Linked DNA regions of Rattus norvegicus: all the other regions are linked to region 1. A link is a contact called in public Hi-C data. All regions are on one chromosome and are shown on one strand. Each heading gives the region's core, a stretch centred on a gene start, on an enhancer-like site or on the middle of the called end of the contact. The rest is flanking DNA. Distances are from core to core; before and after follow the strand shown. Region 1 has its middle 120 kb from the start of Rpl21l6. Region 2 overlaps Pik3r1 (phosphoinositide-3-kinase regulatory subunit 1). Region 3 has its middle 160 kb from the start of Rpl21l6.

Region 1 (5,071 bases), core at 1,415-3,914:
TAAAGAGGTATGCTTTGTTTGTTGTAGATTAAGAACATTTTATCCACTGATACACATACACACATTTTTTTCCTTGCTTGCTGGCTTTGTTTGTTTGTTTGTTTGTTTGTTTTTGTTTGTTTGGACAGGGTCTCATTACACAGCACTAGCTGATCAGGGACTTGGTCTCTACCTCAGGATGACCTCAGACATGCTCAGCTCGCTCTGTCTCTGCCTCTCAAGTGCAAGACTTATCAGCATGAGCTACCATATCTGGTGAAGTTCTTTAATTTCATTATCTCTCCTGTGCATTTTCAAAAAACAGAAGACTTATAATAAGCAGAGACACCAGATATCACAGATATTTCAAACCTTAAAAAAAAAAATGCAGCATGGTCCCAGAACGTCCTTGAGAATGTGTTAAGTAGAATGCAGTAGGTGTTGACTATAGAGGGAAAAATTCTGTCCAAACTCTCCGGCATGACCCCCTAGGCATCATGTCCTGCTCCCCTTCATTTCCATATTAGAGATTTCTTAGGAAATTGGCATTATTGAATTTAGGAAAGCCTATCTATGAAAAGTCCCAGATTAATAAATAATCCCACCTGCGCCTAGCAGTCTTCTGATGCTTGGTCTCTAAAGACACCTTCATCATCTGGACAGAGGCTAAAGAATGTGGGACAGGGTCTCAGGGTGTAGCTCAGCAGTAGATCAGAGGCTTGAGTGCCCTGGGCCCTGGATTCCACACCAATCGCAGTATGAAGACTGAAAGTAACAGTGCCCTCCCTAGCTCCTAACGGACATGTCGCCCACCCTCTTCCTCAAGTGCTCTTCCCTGATAACTAGAAGCAACTGAGCTCCCTCCCATCTTGGATGCTTCCTCTTCCCTCCTCGCCCTTCAATATAATATGTAGTAAGCACTTTCCAAGCACCTGCTGTATTGCAAGCACTGGGGCCAGTGATATAGATGTGAATCCTCTGTTTTAGGCTAATGCAAAGAACTCATTGTCCTTAAACACGGTGACCATCTCCTCTCAAAACTGGTGTAAGAGAGGGAAATGGTGCCAAGTGGTCTGCTTCTTAGCTACACAATCCTAGCTAATGATTCAAACCCACAAGCTCTGCTATAAAATGAAGATAATCAACGGCCTCAGAAGTTTCTGGTAATAAGGATTAAAGGAGATATTTAATGAAAACATTTTAGGGTGACTGTCCACTAGAAAATCTAGATAAAAGTTATTATCGTGGATAGTATTAGTATAATGAGAGAAATCTGAAATTGACCTCCAGTGGATGTGGTGACTACCCTTTTAGCAGATAAAAATAAAAGTTGCTGGAACTTCACAGAAAAGTCTAGAAAGCCATATCCACTCAGCTTACATGTCTCCAGGAGCAACTCTTCTTCAGCATGGACGTCACACCATGCTTCTCTTTTATTTTCCTCATTTTCTTACTCCAGAACATTTTCATCTGTGCCCAAAGTTTATTCCCTGCTTAAAGATACAGTGTGCCTTTGGCAAAGCCCCTTTCAGCTGCCAACCCTGTCACAACCCAGAATTTTAAGCTCTGAAGTCCAAAGCTGCATCAGTGAATCAAAACCACTTCCCTTCCATTCAATGGTTCTCAGCCTGGGTATTGAGCAATCCTTTTACCGTGGTCACCTGAGACCATCAGAGAACACAGAGATTTACATTACACTTCATAACTGTAGCAAAATTACAGTTGCGGGGCAGCAACGAACATAGTTTTATGGTCGTGGAATCTGTGAAACTTTAGGAACTGTATCAAAGCATCGGAGCCTTAGGGAAGTTGAGAACTGCTGATCCAGAGGGAGCTGCTGGTATTAAGGCCAGGTGAAGATTAGCACAGAAATCATAAAAGAAAACAAACAAACAGAAAGGGGCTCCTCCTGTAAACACTCTGAGCAATTAAAAATTAAATGAAGGAAAGGATCAGGCAGAGCAGAAGGAGAGACTGCAAGCAGCAGGACTAGAGGGAGCACTGACCAGCCCGCTGTGCGTCTTTTCCTGTTCTCTCTCGGAGACTTTCATTGATTCAATGAATTATGGCCATCCTCAACATTTCTATTGAAACACAACCAAGAGGTGGGCTCCAGTTGACTGTTGCCAGGCAGGCTGCACCCTAGGAGGTCAGAATACATAATTAATCAAGGGAGGCGGCGGGAGACTGGCTATCTGGGAGCTCTAGCCCTGGTGCACGTACTTCTACCAGCAGAGCTTTTCAAGGTGATCTGGCACCTCACCTCCAGTCCCTTCGGGGCATTTCCAACCTAGTTACTCCAACATTCCAGGAAAGGCACAATCTCCTTCAAACGCCACACCCTCTTCCCAAACTGTTTCACAGACACCAATTTAGCATTGGGGATGACATCACCACCTTACTGCAGATTATAGACCCAGACACTGAATTCCCATGTGGGCCAAGGTGATGGGCCAGCCTGGAGCAGTGTGCTGTCTGGATTGAGAGTGAGCAAAGACTCTTGCTGAGAAGATACTTCTGATCTAGGAATTCTATTTTATTTTCTTTTTTTGCCTTTAAAAAATGCAGATAGGCATATGAGGTCTAGAATTTATCCGTGCTACACAATTTATGCTAGCTCATTACCTCCTGCTAGACTCCAAGGCTTTGTAACGGAAATTGGCTCTGATCTCTGAGATGGGCATTACATCATAGTCTTCTTTTAGCACATTATGTCATCCCTGCTGAGACGCATTATCTATGGTTGGCTCAGCAGTAGCGATTTTTGTGGGCCGACTGCAGTGTTCCCAAAGAACTGCTGGGAACCACAGATTGAAATCTGAAACATTTATCTTCTAAAAAGCTGAAAAGGGGAAAAGATGTTCATGTTGGACCCCATTTCTGTTCCTTAACCCTCTCCTTTCTTGGCTACTTGTAGATTGCTTTGCTATAAGCACCCGAGAACAATTTACTGAGACTACAGGAGCTGGCTTCTGACATTACAGAAATAACCAAAATTAAGGGGGATTGACACCCTGTCTCCCATCTGGGGCTGATACACCTGCACTTACCATGATCAAGGGATGCTACAAAGTGCTCAGAGGAACCACCTGTACTCTCACACAGTAAACAGAGAGCATCATTCTGCCAAATTCTTAGGTTGCTTCAGAAAAGAACACACGAACTGAAGCTACATGTGCACACACACACACACACCTGCTTATCTTCCTGACCATGCTGTGGCCACACAGACAAATTCTAGATTTGTATTAGGAAAAAAATGTTTGCCAGGAAATGCACCGATATTATCTCTTCTCACTTCAACCATGAAATTAGAAGCCCATTTTGTATCTTTCCATCCTGGGCAGGATAAGAAGAAGCCATTGCACAGAGGGACTAGAAAGACACTTTTAGGATGAAGTAAAGATATTCCCAAGCTCCAGAGAATCCCTGTACCTTTCTTGTCACAAAAGCATAATTATGGGATTGTGATGAGGGAGGGTCTCTAAATACCAAAAGGAAATAGAATACATTCAACCATGACGAAATTACAATTTCTCTTCTATACACCAACTAATGAGATTCATTGGGCGGGGAATGCACGAGGGAGGAAGCTCTCAACGAGGCTATGATAGTCCTCTTCTCCACACACCTGTGCATTTTCAGACTGTTTAATAGTATGTATTTATGTCCTCAATTATTCTCTGTGATACTTAAATGGTAGCTCCATCAAAGCAAACAAACCCAGGATTAATAGAAATGAAAGTAAAGCTAATGTTTGTCCTGGTCCAAAAGCCTTGTTTCTTTCTACCATCATTGATTCTTTGTCATGTCCTAGCCCAGGCTACACACACACACACACACACACACACACACACACACACACACACCCTTGGGTTACAAAGCAAGAAGTTAAATTTCATTCATTTACTTGGTGAGGCCATGTGCACAGTCCAAGTCGACCCATCGGGGTTGGGACTCTGGAACATGCAAACTACCTGGCAGGCTTCCAGCAATCAACTGTCCTCGTCTTTAGCGTCCCTTCTCCCATATTTCATGTCTGTTGTCATTTGTCTTTATCAACCCTGATGGGAAACGTGGGGATTGATGGAGCAACCCACAGAGCCCTCTGAAGAAGCTTTCGGATGGACAGTAGACTATAAAATGCCATCAAATGGCTAAAAAGCATTTTCAAAACTTCCTTTCACCTTCCTTTCTCCTTCCTTTCCTTTGTCCCTTCATCTCCACTCCTTCACTCAAGCTCTTAGAATTTTATGTTCTGAAGGCCAAAACTCTTTAAATCTTAATAACTGTGCACGCCACTCGGGATACTGAAAGGAAACTGCGTATATCCTGACGAGTTTCAAGCTTTTACTGCAGCCCAAGTAATTGCTATAGCATTTAAAACCTACTGAAAGGAGCAAGGCGGCTTCACGCATTAAGCTGATTTTCATGGAAGTTGTAAAATATTAGATGACTATAATTTCTTTCAACAGAAGAATTAGCTGGCTTGATCACTCTCTTTTTGATGAAGATAGTAGATTCATAAGCCTGGACAATGAACCTCTGCCCCAGGATTTTGGCTGACAGGCACATGGACAAGGAAACTAAGTATCATGGTTTCCTCTTCTGATGACCTGTATATCTCTGTAGGGTGTGCCCAGTCCTGCAGAAAGGACATCAGGAGAGCTGAAACTCTTTAATGTACCCTCGAACAAGGCCAAATGTGGAACGGAGCCACTGTGCTCCCAGACCCAGAATAAGACAATTAGCCTTTATAACACAGAAACAACAGCACCTGCTCCAGGGACAAGGAAGACAAGCCCACCAATGTCCTCATGCCATCTCTGAGAACAGATATGTATTGTAGAAAGGAGCTGCAGGTGTGACACTAGCTCCCTTGCCAGCTGTCTGCAAATTAAGGTGGATGTCCAAGGTGGCCCAAACAGGCTGAGACCAGGCACTAATCTTATTGGCTTCTGACATTACAGAAAAACCAATGCTTAGGATGAAATGGGAATTCTCATGGGAATTCTGGCAGTGTCATCTGCTTTTTGTGTTGTTTTGTTTTGTTGGTTTTTGTTTTTGTTTTCTTTTTGCCCACCTGCTTTGA
Region 2 (5,071 bases), core at 781-3,280, 480 kb before region 1:
TTGGAACCATTAGGAATCCTGGGCCTGCTTTCAGCGTCTAATGAAAAGGCCTTCCGAATGTTGTGAGCTAATAATGAGAGAAGATCCCAGGGGCCATATGCAGCAAAGGGCCACAGCACCATGTGGACTGTTTGAGATGGACAGTGGAAGGAAAGTTGAGCCTCTCTCCCTGGGTTGTTAGGATTGAATAAACTGTGTGTCTTGGTGGGTGGAGTGGCCTGGATGTCAGCGCCACTCCCTCTGTCACCTTGCCAGTGTGCCTTTGCGCAGTGCACAGAATGTACAACTGTACACAACGTTCCCAGTGCCATTCACTTTATCTGTGTCCCAGTCTGCCCTGGTGAGCTTTCTGTGCAGGCTAACCTGGTCCATTCACTGTGGGTGTTCTTCAGACCCCGTTCCCTTATCTTTAGCTGCCCTGTGGGTTTTTGTTGTTGTTTTCATTTGCTTGCTTTTTTTTTTTTTTTTTTTAAACCGTTGGTGTAATTGGTTCAACTACATTTCTAAGAAGCAAAGACAGAGGCTATTCCTCATTTTGATTCATTCCAATTAGAGATATGGGCACAGTCTACTAATTCTCCAAATATACCCAGACGCTGATAAACTGTTTGGTTTTCAAAGAAATCTTAGAAGCCAACTAACCTATTTCCTGTATCCAGCAGCCCTTTGAGGTAAAGATCCTTTGAGGTAAAGATCCCTTGCTTTTATGGATGGAGGCACAGTGGACAGGTGATGGGGATAGTGTATTTTCAGAGCTCTCTTAGCTTGCCGTTCATCCCCTGTGGTCGGGAAGGCTTCATTGTTTGAGGCTGAGTAGCGGGTTTTCTGGAATTCCTTACACTCCTCAGACGTGGGGAGCCGAGCTGATGTCTACAGGGCAGCTGCAGTAGGAACAGGTCCAGCAAACACAGGGTGCCTCTGAATCCATGTTTTGGATTTCATGGATGTATTCAGAAACAGTAATATATCATAATTGGAGTCTAATATTGCACCGTCAAGCCTGGAAGAGAAGTGACTCCTTCTCCCCCTGCTCTCCTACACCTGTCAAGGTTAATTTTTAACTGCTGGTGCATTGCAAAACATCCCTCCCGAAGAGCTGAATTCATGCATCTGGTTTTAAATACCTTGGGCTGGGTTCTTAGCTGTAGACAACGTAAGCAAACACCAAGACAGAAGGAAATAACTTTCAGAGTTTCACTTTTCTCTGATTTGTTTTTTTTTTTCCTCCCATTGCATTGAAAGTATGTTCTGACTCGAGAGAGTTGTCTCTAAGGTAAAATTGAAACTTCGATATAGATGTAGACCCCAAGAGGGGTATAGGTGTATTGGGGGAGAGCCTGATCCATCTCATGGAAACTAGAAAGTTTACCCACGATCCCCAAGTGCATTGTGAGCGCCACCCTGGGCACGTGCTAGGCGATGTTTTTACTTTTGTTTTCAGGCTACAGCTTTCTCTGAAGGGATGGACATCACGGGATGGGTGCTGGGGAGTCGGAGGGGGAGTTCCTCTGTCTGCTAGACAGTGGGTGTGGGCGTGCCTTCGCAGAAAGCCTGTAGCCTGTGTCTGGATTTTTTTTTTTTTTTTTATGCAAGCCTAGGTTTGTTTATTAACTGGAAAGGGTGTTTTTCCTTCCCGTGGGTTCATTAAGCTCACTGGAGTCATGGATTAGCCCTATCCGGGAGAGCCCTACTTTCTAAGATGTCTCATGTTGGAATTAAGAAGGAACGTGTTCCTTTAACCGTGGGTAACTTTGGATAATTCACCCCCCCCCCCAACACACACCTGATTTCCCTAGTTTTTGTTCATTGACAGTGATGCATGCAAGTCTCTGAGAAGCAGCAAGCCTTTCAGGTCTCCCGCGGTGGCCTGAAGAGGTCTTGTTTAGAGCAGACAGCATGCCACAGAACTGAGAAACACATGTTAACGAGCAGGGGCATTTCCTGGCTAGCTGCAATCTACTGAAAAGTACAGTCCTGGCCTGTCTTTGTCTCTGAAGCACGTTGTACAAAGCCCTCGGCAAGGGGATGCTCACTGGCTTGAAGCATCCAGATGAATAAGTGAGTCATATTGTATGCAATGGGTCTCAGCAGCCCCAGATAAATAGGACACCAAGAAAGCCAGCGTTTCTTAAAGGGGCTTATTAGCCAAATGGGAATTAATTCCTAGGCACTGTGACATCTGTGCCTTTGGTTTAGTAGTGAATCATGTATGGTTATAAGCTATCTATAATTATGTTTTATTAATTTGTAGGGCCTTTTGGATACAGAGAAGGTGAAACTGGAAGTTGGTGGTTTTCTCCTAAGCAGGCGTGATTTACTCAGTTTTGCCAGCAGAGGGCTCCCTCCTTAAACTAATAAAGAGCATGTGTCTGTATCAGTGGGGAAAGAGTCTGCTCGCGCTTGCAGTTAACGTTCATAAGAGAGCCTCTGTGGTAGGTGATTTTACATATCATGAGGAATTTGTCTAAAACAACATGTCTGTGGGTATTTGGAATCTTTCCTGCTATATACGGCTTTACGGTAGATACTTTTGATCTGAGACAAAATAGACTGTCAGATTTACATTTTAATCTTCTAGAAGGTTCTTAGGTAGGTCCAGACAGGTATGCATGAGAAGCCAATGTGTCTGATGTTTCTTCCAGAGAAACTCTTTTGAAAGCAGGGAAATGCATGAAAATAAGAAGGCAGCTTTTTTTTTTTCTTCTTAAGCTAAAAGAAGAAAACAAGAAAGCCAGGGTTTTGTTATAGGTGTGAGGGTTTTTGTTTTTCTTTTCAGTGTAGGCTAAAAGAAAGTAAATTCAGTTTGTTAGTTCTTTCTTTCCATACCAAGAAAAGCAAAGAATAGGGCCTGTGGGCTGAGAATGGAGTTTAGGACCAAAAGTCTAAAGGTTGAATTCTTTTTGTGAAGCCCCCTTCCCCCAATAGTATGAAGGAATTACTAAGTAATGATCTCTAAATTACTGTCATGTTGAGGTTTGGGGCTTTTGTGATTTCCTTTCGTTAATGGCTCAAAAGATTGAAGTCGGGGCTTTTGGGTAGATGCCATGTGAACATTTCCCAGGAAAAGACTTGATTTCTTTCCTGTCCAGCTAGCAATCATAAACTCAGAAAGTTATCTGCAACTTTCTCAAATAAAAGACTAGAATCCCCAAGTCGGGAGAACACGCCCTTCTCTGTCCCTTTGCCTAGCACAGCCAGCAGTTAACCCAGTGCAGACACAACTCTAGATTGTCCGATTAGAAAGTCCTAGGGCCATTTGAAGGTGAGCTGAAGTTGACCCCTTAAAGATTTGGACTTGCATAGAAGATGCCCTCCTGGGGCTGCCAGCCAGCATACGATGAGCTATGTGAAGGGCTTTCCTGTTACACCTGCGGGGCAGACTGTGCCAGTGCGTGGGAGGAGGAGGACGTGAGAGCAAGGCACCCTGTCCTAAGCTGTTCTGAGAGGTTCAGGCCTTCACAAGCGCGTCTTTGATTCTATTTTTTGCTGAACTAGGTGGATTACTTCCTGTGCTGCTTCACTGCGGCCCACTTGAGCCCCCGGAGCGGGGGCTGCCAGCACATTACAGGCACCGTGGCCACCAGGGAGGACTATTTTCAGCACCCCCTTACAATGCCTTTCTCATTTCCCGGGTGAAAATGAGCAAGTTAGTCTTGCCTCGGCCACTTGTCAGCCCGATGACAACTTTGACTTTGACTTGGGTGCCCCTCCCCCTCCCAAAATCCTTAGCTCAGCAAATATTTGAACCTGCCCGAGTTAATCATGAAGCCGCGATCTTTATCTGAGCGAGACGTGCGAGCGCCCGCCGGGGCTCCTTTCTTCCCCCTTGCAGTAGCGCGACCCAGGGGAGCTCTGCTCGCGGAGCCGGGGACTTGCTGCCGGGGCGGGGCGCGGGGCGGAGGGACCCGCTGCAGCCTAGCCCAGGGGAACCGGCAGCCGGGCTGAGAGTCGCGCGCCCCCGCCTTGCGCGCTCACTGCCAGCTAGGTTCCTTACTGCCGGTACCGGGCGGGCGGGGGAGCCTCGGGGGCTGGAGCCACTTGGTAGAAGAACAGCTTCTTTGGATTTTTTTTCCCCGGTGGGATACTGGCAGTTCAAAGCGAAACCGTTGAAATGCATAACCTGCAAAGTAAGTCGTTTTTCATTTATGCACTTCTCTGCACCGGCCTCTTTATCTGCAAGCCGTCCTCTCTAGTTTGGCTGGGCGGGCGGGTGTGTGTGAGCGCTGGAAGTGTGTGTGCCTGGGTGAGTGCTGCCTGGGGAGAGCAGATGGGCGATTAGGGGAGACACTCCCTTCTGTCCTCCAGGGGGGGACACTGCGGAGAAGAGATGGGGTTTAGGTTGGGAGTTTAGAAAGTACTGGGCAGGAAGTTGGGGCCGAGCCCGGGCTTGCAGAGACCATGGAAAATCACCTGTCTCCCAGACCTGCTCGTTGGGTCCCGGACCCTTTGCCACTTGGTAGCAGCAGTCTACAGCTAGGCTGACTTACTGAGTGCTCCACACACGTGCCTAGGGGCTAACCCTTGGGCCGTATTGCCCAGAAGACATGTCACTTTACTTTTGGGAGAAAACTCAACATTTTTATTCAACTACTTTTTTTTTTTAGATCTTATCCAAGGACATATTTCCTTACCATTTTTATTTGACTTTGAGTTTAGACTTACTTAAACTATGGATTTATAGTTTATTGGCAGATAGAGAAGTGTGAGCTGGAAAGGACAGGTTGAGTCTCCAATAATACAGAAATGCCCTAGAGAGGGGACGCAAGTGGATGGCAGCCAGAGAACGAAATGCCTTTTAGTGCTGTGTGATTCCAAATGGGATAGAAACCTAAAGTGGCCGCTGTGTTCTGTAAACCATCCCACCGGTGCACAGCATTCACAGCCACAAAAGCCCACTCTTTAAAATGAAGCCACATTTACATTGAAGCACTACCCCCTCCCCCAAATAATCATGTAAATGTCAAGAGGTTCTGGCTCCCAGGGGCAGCGTACATCAAGCTCCAGTTGTGGTGACAGAATTGCATGCAGAATGATTTAAAGAACCAAAACGAATCGTTACATTTGTAGGGGA
Region 3 (5,071 bases), core at 1,858-4,357, 270 kb before region 1:
TTCTATCTGGCCTGGTACCCACAACTCCAGGTGGCTGAGACTGACCTTAAGCCTGTAGCAACTTTCCTGCCTAGCCCCTCCCCCTGCCCCAAGTACTAATATACTTAGTTTCAATAGATAAAAAGGAAATGAAAAATCGGCATCCCATATAGGCTGTCATTCCCAAGAAAGAGTTAACAGAAAAAAAAGTGGGACAAATATAGAGAGAAAACAAAGCTCACTTCTCCTTTAGGCTCCATGGGCAGTCTGGGGTCCATGACACTTCTATAAGCCCATAAAAGTTGGGATAAAGTTAGCCTTTTCGGATTGAAGAAAATGTTTTTGAAATACAGTATCAGTACATTTATTCGTAGGCAACGCATTAGCATGAAGCATAAACTTTAATGGTTTTGGGGGATCTCTGAGGGAAAGAGTAAGCCATGGGACTCAGAACATGGCCCAGTGGTGAATGCGTTTGTTATCTGTGCTCATGTGTGTTTCTGTGCTCGCCAACTGAGTGTGGAGCTCTTTGACAGTGAGATTCACCTTATTCATGTTTTTGCACACAATGCTCACCATATCAGAGGCACCCAGTAAATATTTAGGACTAAAGGAAATGACTAGTTTTTGGGTCACATGCAATAAAGCCTGAGAGGAGAGCCTTTGCTGAGCAAGCCAACTTCTACTGTTGAGAAGTGAGCTGAGAATGGTACCCTGTGCAAATAGGTAAGAAGGTCCTGGAGCATAAGCACGTATGTTAGTTCTCAAGCTATTGGACAAAGTCACTATGGGTGAGGGATGGGGGAGGTTGGTTTGGATTTGACTCTAAAACAGACTTTGCATAAAATACTGAAAATTCAGGCCTGGCAAGGGTCCAGTTATAGACAAAGGAGCCCCTTGTCATGGATGCTGGAAGAGTAAAACTGCCTGAAGCAGAAGGGACAAAATGGGAGAAATGCAACTACAGAGGACTGAAAGCAGAAGCATGTAGCTATACCCCTCCTCCTTGGAGTGTCTCTGGGTCCTCCACTGCAATGTCTGGGATGCAGTGGGAAAGAAAAGACTGGTACCCAGGAGGAGGACAAATCAATATGGTGGCCAAGATCCAAGTCAAATTGGAAAAAAGTTCCATTGCCCACATTCTTCTGTCTAGAGCTCACCCAGAGAAGGAATGCTTCTTCGAACCCTGGGAGAAAAAGGGGAGAGTAGCAAAAGGCAGACAGGGAGGCAGAAGACGAGGAGAAGGGAGGGCTATTCAGAGAGAGCATTACCAGTGAGGTTTAAAAAAAAATCAAAATAGCTGCATGGCTAAAATCAATTGTTCAAGAAAGAAAAATCTAACATTGCTACTGTGAGTAGTGTGTGTGGTTTAATGTGTGCTTTGAGCTATACTAACATTTCTTTTACAAATATGAGTGCCCTTGCATTTGGGGCATAGATGTTCAGAATTTAGAGTTCCTCTTGGTAGATATTTCCTTTGATGAGTATGAAGTGTCCTTCCTATCTGAGAAGGGAAGGAGCACACATCCTGACTCATTCTATAGCATTCTTGTCCAAAAATATTCCCTCAACAAGAACCTTAGTGCTGAATTGAGCACCATGATAAAGTGATGGCTTTACCCAAGGGACAAATCTTAGGAAAATTTTCTTTTATTTTCTTGGAGCCAATCAGTGTGCTGTGATTAAATGATCTCATATATAAAGTAGAGGTTAATATACAATCCCGAGCCAAAAGAGTCCTTTAGAAGAAAGCATTCAGGTAAAGAAAAATGAGCTGAGTGACAACAGGGCCTTGTGCTTGCTAGGCAAGCGCTTTACCACTGAGCTAAATCCCCAACCCCTATGCAGCTCTTTCATGTAACTTTGACTCCCTCCTTTCTGTTTCTTAATATTTTTAACTAAAACATAACTAAAAGGAAGAAGAAAAAACATCACTTTTCCTTTTTCCAACTTTTCTCACAACCTATCTATCCCTTGATCCCTCTCAGGTCCATGGCCTCTTTTTTTTTTTATTATTTTTTTTTTATTAACTTGAGTATTTCTTATATACATTTCAAGTGTTATTCCCTTTCCCGGTTTCCGGGCAAACATCCCCCTCCCCTCTCCCCTTCCTTATGGGTGTCCCCCTCCCAACCCTCCCCCCATTGCCGCCCTCCCCCCATAGTCTAGTTCACTGGGGGTTCAGTCTTAGCAGGACCCAGGGCTTCCCCTTCCACTGGTGCTCTTACTAGGATATTCATTGCTACCTATGGGGTCAGAGTCCAGGGTCAGTCCATGTATAGTATTTAGGTAGTGGCTTAGTCCCTGGAAGCTCTGGTTGCTTGACATTGTTGTACATATGGGGTCTCGAGCCCCTTCAAGCTCTTCCAGTTCTTTCTCTGATTCCTTCAACGGGGGACCTATTCTCAGTTCAGTGGTTTGCTGCTGGCATTCGCCTCTGTATTTGCTGTATTCTGGCTGTGTCTCTCAGGAGCGATCTACATCCGGCTCCTGTCGGTCTGCACTTCTTTGCTTCATCCATCTTGTCCAATTGGGTGGCTGTATATGTATGGGCCACCTGTGGGGCAAGCTCTGAATGGGTGTTCCTTCAGTCTCTGTTTTAATCTTTGCCGTGGCCTCTTTTTAATTCTCTCTCTCTCTCTCTCTCTCTCTCTCACACACACACACACACACACGTACATAATATATTTAAATACAACCTGCTACATCTGTTCACTGTTGCTCATGTATCCATGATCCCATGATTGACCATTTGGTATTGAATAATCAACTGGGGGTTCCTCCCTGGAAAAGACTAATTCTGTAGCCCTCAGAATTCCTAGTCACTTGTAGCTCTTTGTTTAATAGTGGGGCCTTATGAAATTCCCCCCTCCTACATTAGCACATCTGTTTCTGTTGTCCTTGTTTAGTTGGTGTTCGGGAAGCAGGCTGTATCCCCAAACTCCATGCTTTTCATCTGGAGTTTAAATGCCATAGGGGTTCTAGTCCTGAGTCACAGGACTCTGAATAAAGATGTGAGGGATCACTCAACAGGATTTTCTGAGAGGGGATTCCAGGCAGAGGCAAGCGCTTCTGCCAGAGAGTGTGGAGAGAGGTGACAGATGGCGGATTTTTGCCTTTCAACACATAGCCGTAACCTCATGCACTGTCTGGGTTTATTTTCAATCCCATACACAAGGGCTTATTGTTTATAATAAGCTGTCCACCGAACTCATTTCCAGGAAAAGCTTTTCTGTGCATGTCACCTCGAATCACTTCCCGGGTTGCATAGTGACTACGAGGACACCAGGATCCAGGGCCAAGTATCCAGAACCAGCATTTGGTTGCTGGGGAAGGCTGTGTGACATTTTCCTGTGTGTTTTTCTATTTATTTTAGTGCCTTGTGTAGTCTCAGAGGCATCTTAATGTATGACTTAGAATTTGCAGCCTGACTTCTGCTTTCTCACCTGGAATGAAAACACACCTTTTGCCAAGTCATTTCTACTTGTTAAGAAAAAAAGAGGGAAGAAAAAAAATGTTGTCTGGCAGGTCAGGTTTCTATCTCAAGGTGGGAAAAGTCTATATTTTATATGTAAGAAGTAAACCTCTCTTAGCCTAACGGCTGTGAAACACTCAGTGACTGATTCTAATTTTACCCCCAGTCTCGTGCTCATTTTCTCAAACGACTCTTGCCTTTCTTTTCTGTTTTTTTAAACCTAGAGAATCAAACTCCCTGGTCCCACATGAGGCCATGGGGTTACACCGGGCTCTTCAGAAGATCTTCGCACTACTGGGACATGAATTTGAGCATAAACTCTAGCCCTATCGCTCTACCGGAAATAGGAAGCGAAGAACAGATCTTAAGATTTGTGAACTTCAATTTACGCTAAGGGAAAGCTGGATGAACGTTGGAGCTTGGTCTCAAAATAGCCTGAACAATTTTAGTTTCCCGACAGCATTCGGTGGCGAGCCTGCTAGAGAACACCTTCTTGAAGAATCTCATTTGCATGTCGCAGATAGCACATCCTCTCTCGGCACAACCAGAGCTTCCCAAGCATCAGTCACCAAACGGCACCTGGCACAGAGAACGGTGCCTAGGAGCAAGAGCGTTAGTTGGCCCTTGTGTTTTCTATATTTCTGTCTTTTTAAATAGGCAGAGAGGCATTAGAGTGAAGTGGTTAGGGTCACAGGTTATGGAGTTAGGGCTCCATTTTTATGTCAGCTCTACCACGTGCTGGACACATACATGATCAGGGCAAGTTCCTTAATGCCTCTGTATGTTAGCCTTCCGAGAGACAAAGCACAGCAGAACTGAGCATAGTACCTGCCCACTGGGGGAAGCGGCGTCAGGACCGTCCCCTTTCTGCTTTTCCTTTTATTTAGTGTAAGCAAAGGTGACACACATGATACATCCGCATGTATGAGTTCTCATGAACTGTCAGTTTGTCGTTACCACCAGGGTCCTGATGGTGTAGATCTTAAAATATTATTGTTTACTACTGTTGTTTATAAAACCACACTGGAATGTTCCTTTAATGGGGACAATCCTGGTGTGGGAGCCTCTAAGAGAGACTCAGCAAACATAAAGCTAGTATTTCCCTTGCCATGGCCTCTGTGGAAGAGATGTAACAGAATAGTCCCTGACTCCATAAGATCTTGGTGTTTGGCTGCTATTGACAACACCAAAGGACAGCGTTGTCCTGCAAGCACACATTCATAGCGGGATTCAGAGGAGGTGAAGAACAATGAAATTCAGACTCCTTACATTAGACGTTGGTTATCTGGATCTCTCTGAAATATTGAAATACTTTTTGCTTAATTACTTTAACAGAAAAAGGCACTCAGTACTCATCAGGTATTGAGTGGTTCAAGTTCAACAGCAGTCAATGTTGTCTGAGGGGAGCTACTCTGACCCCTCTCTCCCCCCCATGTTCCCATCTCCTATGAGTCATGCTCACAGCTGGCCTTAACTGAGGCAATGACTTGATATGTGGGAAAGAAAACTTGCCTTTCTGTGGCCCTGCTGCTAAGGCACAGAGCCTCCATGCTGGGTGGAAGAGGCCACTCTCAGGAGAACCATCTGGCCTTGCAGTCACCTGTCTCAAGCACCTGT

The links. A called contact is a pair of places that touch in the nucleus more often than the background predicts.
Region 2: a Hi-C map of frontal cortex shows a contact between it and region 1, with 3 times the contacts expected there. The contact joins two enhancer-like sites. A contact is called at or near these places in 3 of 12 Hi-C or Micro-C datasets (frontal cortex, kidney and liver).
Region 3: a Hi-C map of frontal cortex shows a contact between it and region 1, with 3 times the contacts expected there. The contact joins two enhancer-like sites. A contact is called at or near these places in 2 of 12 Hi-C or Micro-C datasets (frontal cortex and hepatocytes).

Annotation. Positions count from the first base shown.
Region 1 is chr2:34,142,739-34,147,809 of GRCr8, reverse strand. No RefSeq gene overlaps it. Among named protein-coding and RNA genes, the nearest start is that of Rpl21l6, 120 kb to the left of the region's middle. Within about 2 kb of position 2,664, at least 58 of the 93 cell types and tissues checked have an H3K27ac peak or open chromatin away from gene starts, as enhancers often do.
Region 2 is chr2:34,625,295-34,630,365 of GRCr8, reverse strand. The region is part of intron 7 of Pik3r1 (phosphoinositide-3-kinase regulatory subunit 1); the gene reads left to right. Among named protein-coding and RNA genes, the nearest start is that of Pik3r1, 70 kb to the left of the region's middle. Within about 2 kb of position 2,030, at least 23 of the 93 cell types and tissues checked have an H3K27ac peak or open chromatin away from gene starts, as enhancers often do.
Region 3 is chr2:34,415,802-34,420,872 of GRCr8, reverse strand. No RefSeq gene overlaps it. Among named protein-coding and RNA genes, the nearest start is that of Rpl21l6, 160 kb to the right of the region's middle. Within about 2 kb of position 3,107, at least 9 of the 93 cell types and tissues checked have an H3K27ac peak or open chromatin away from gene starts, as enhancers often do.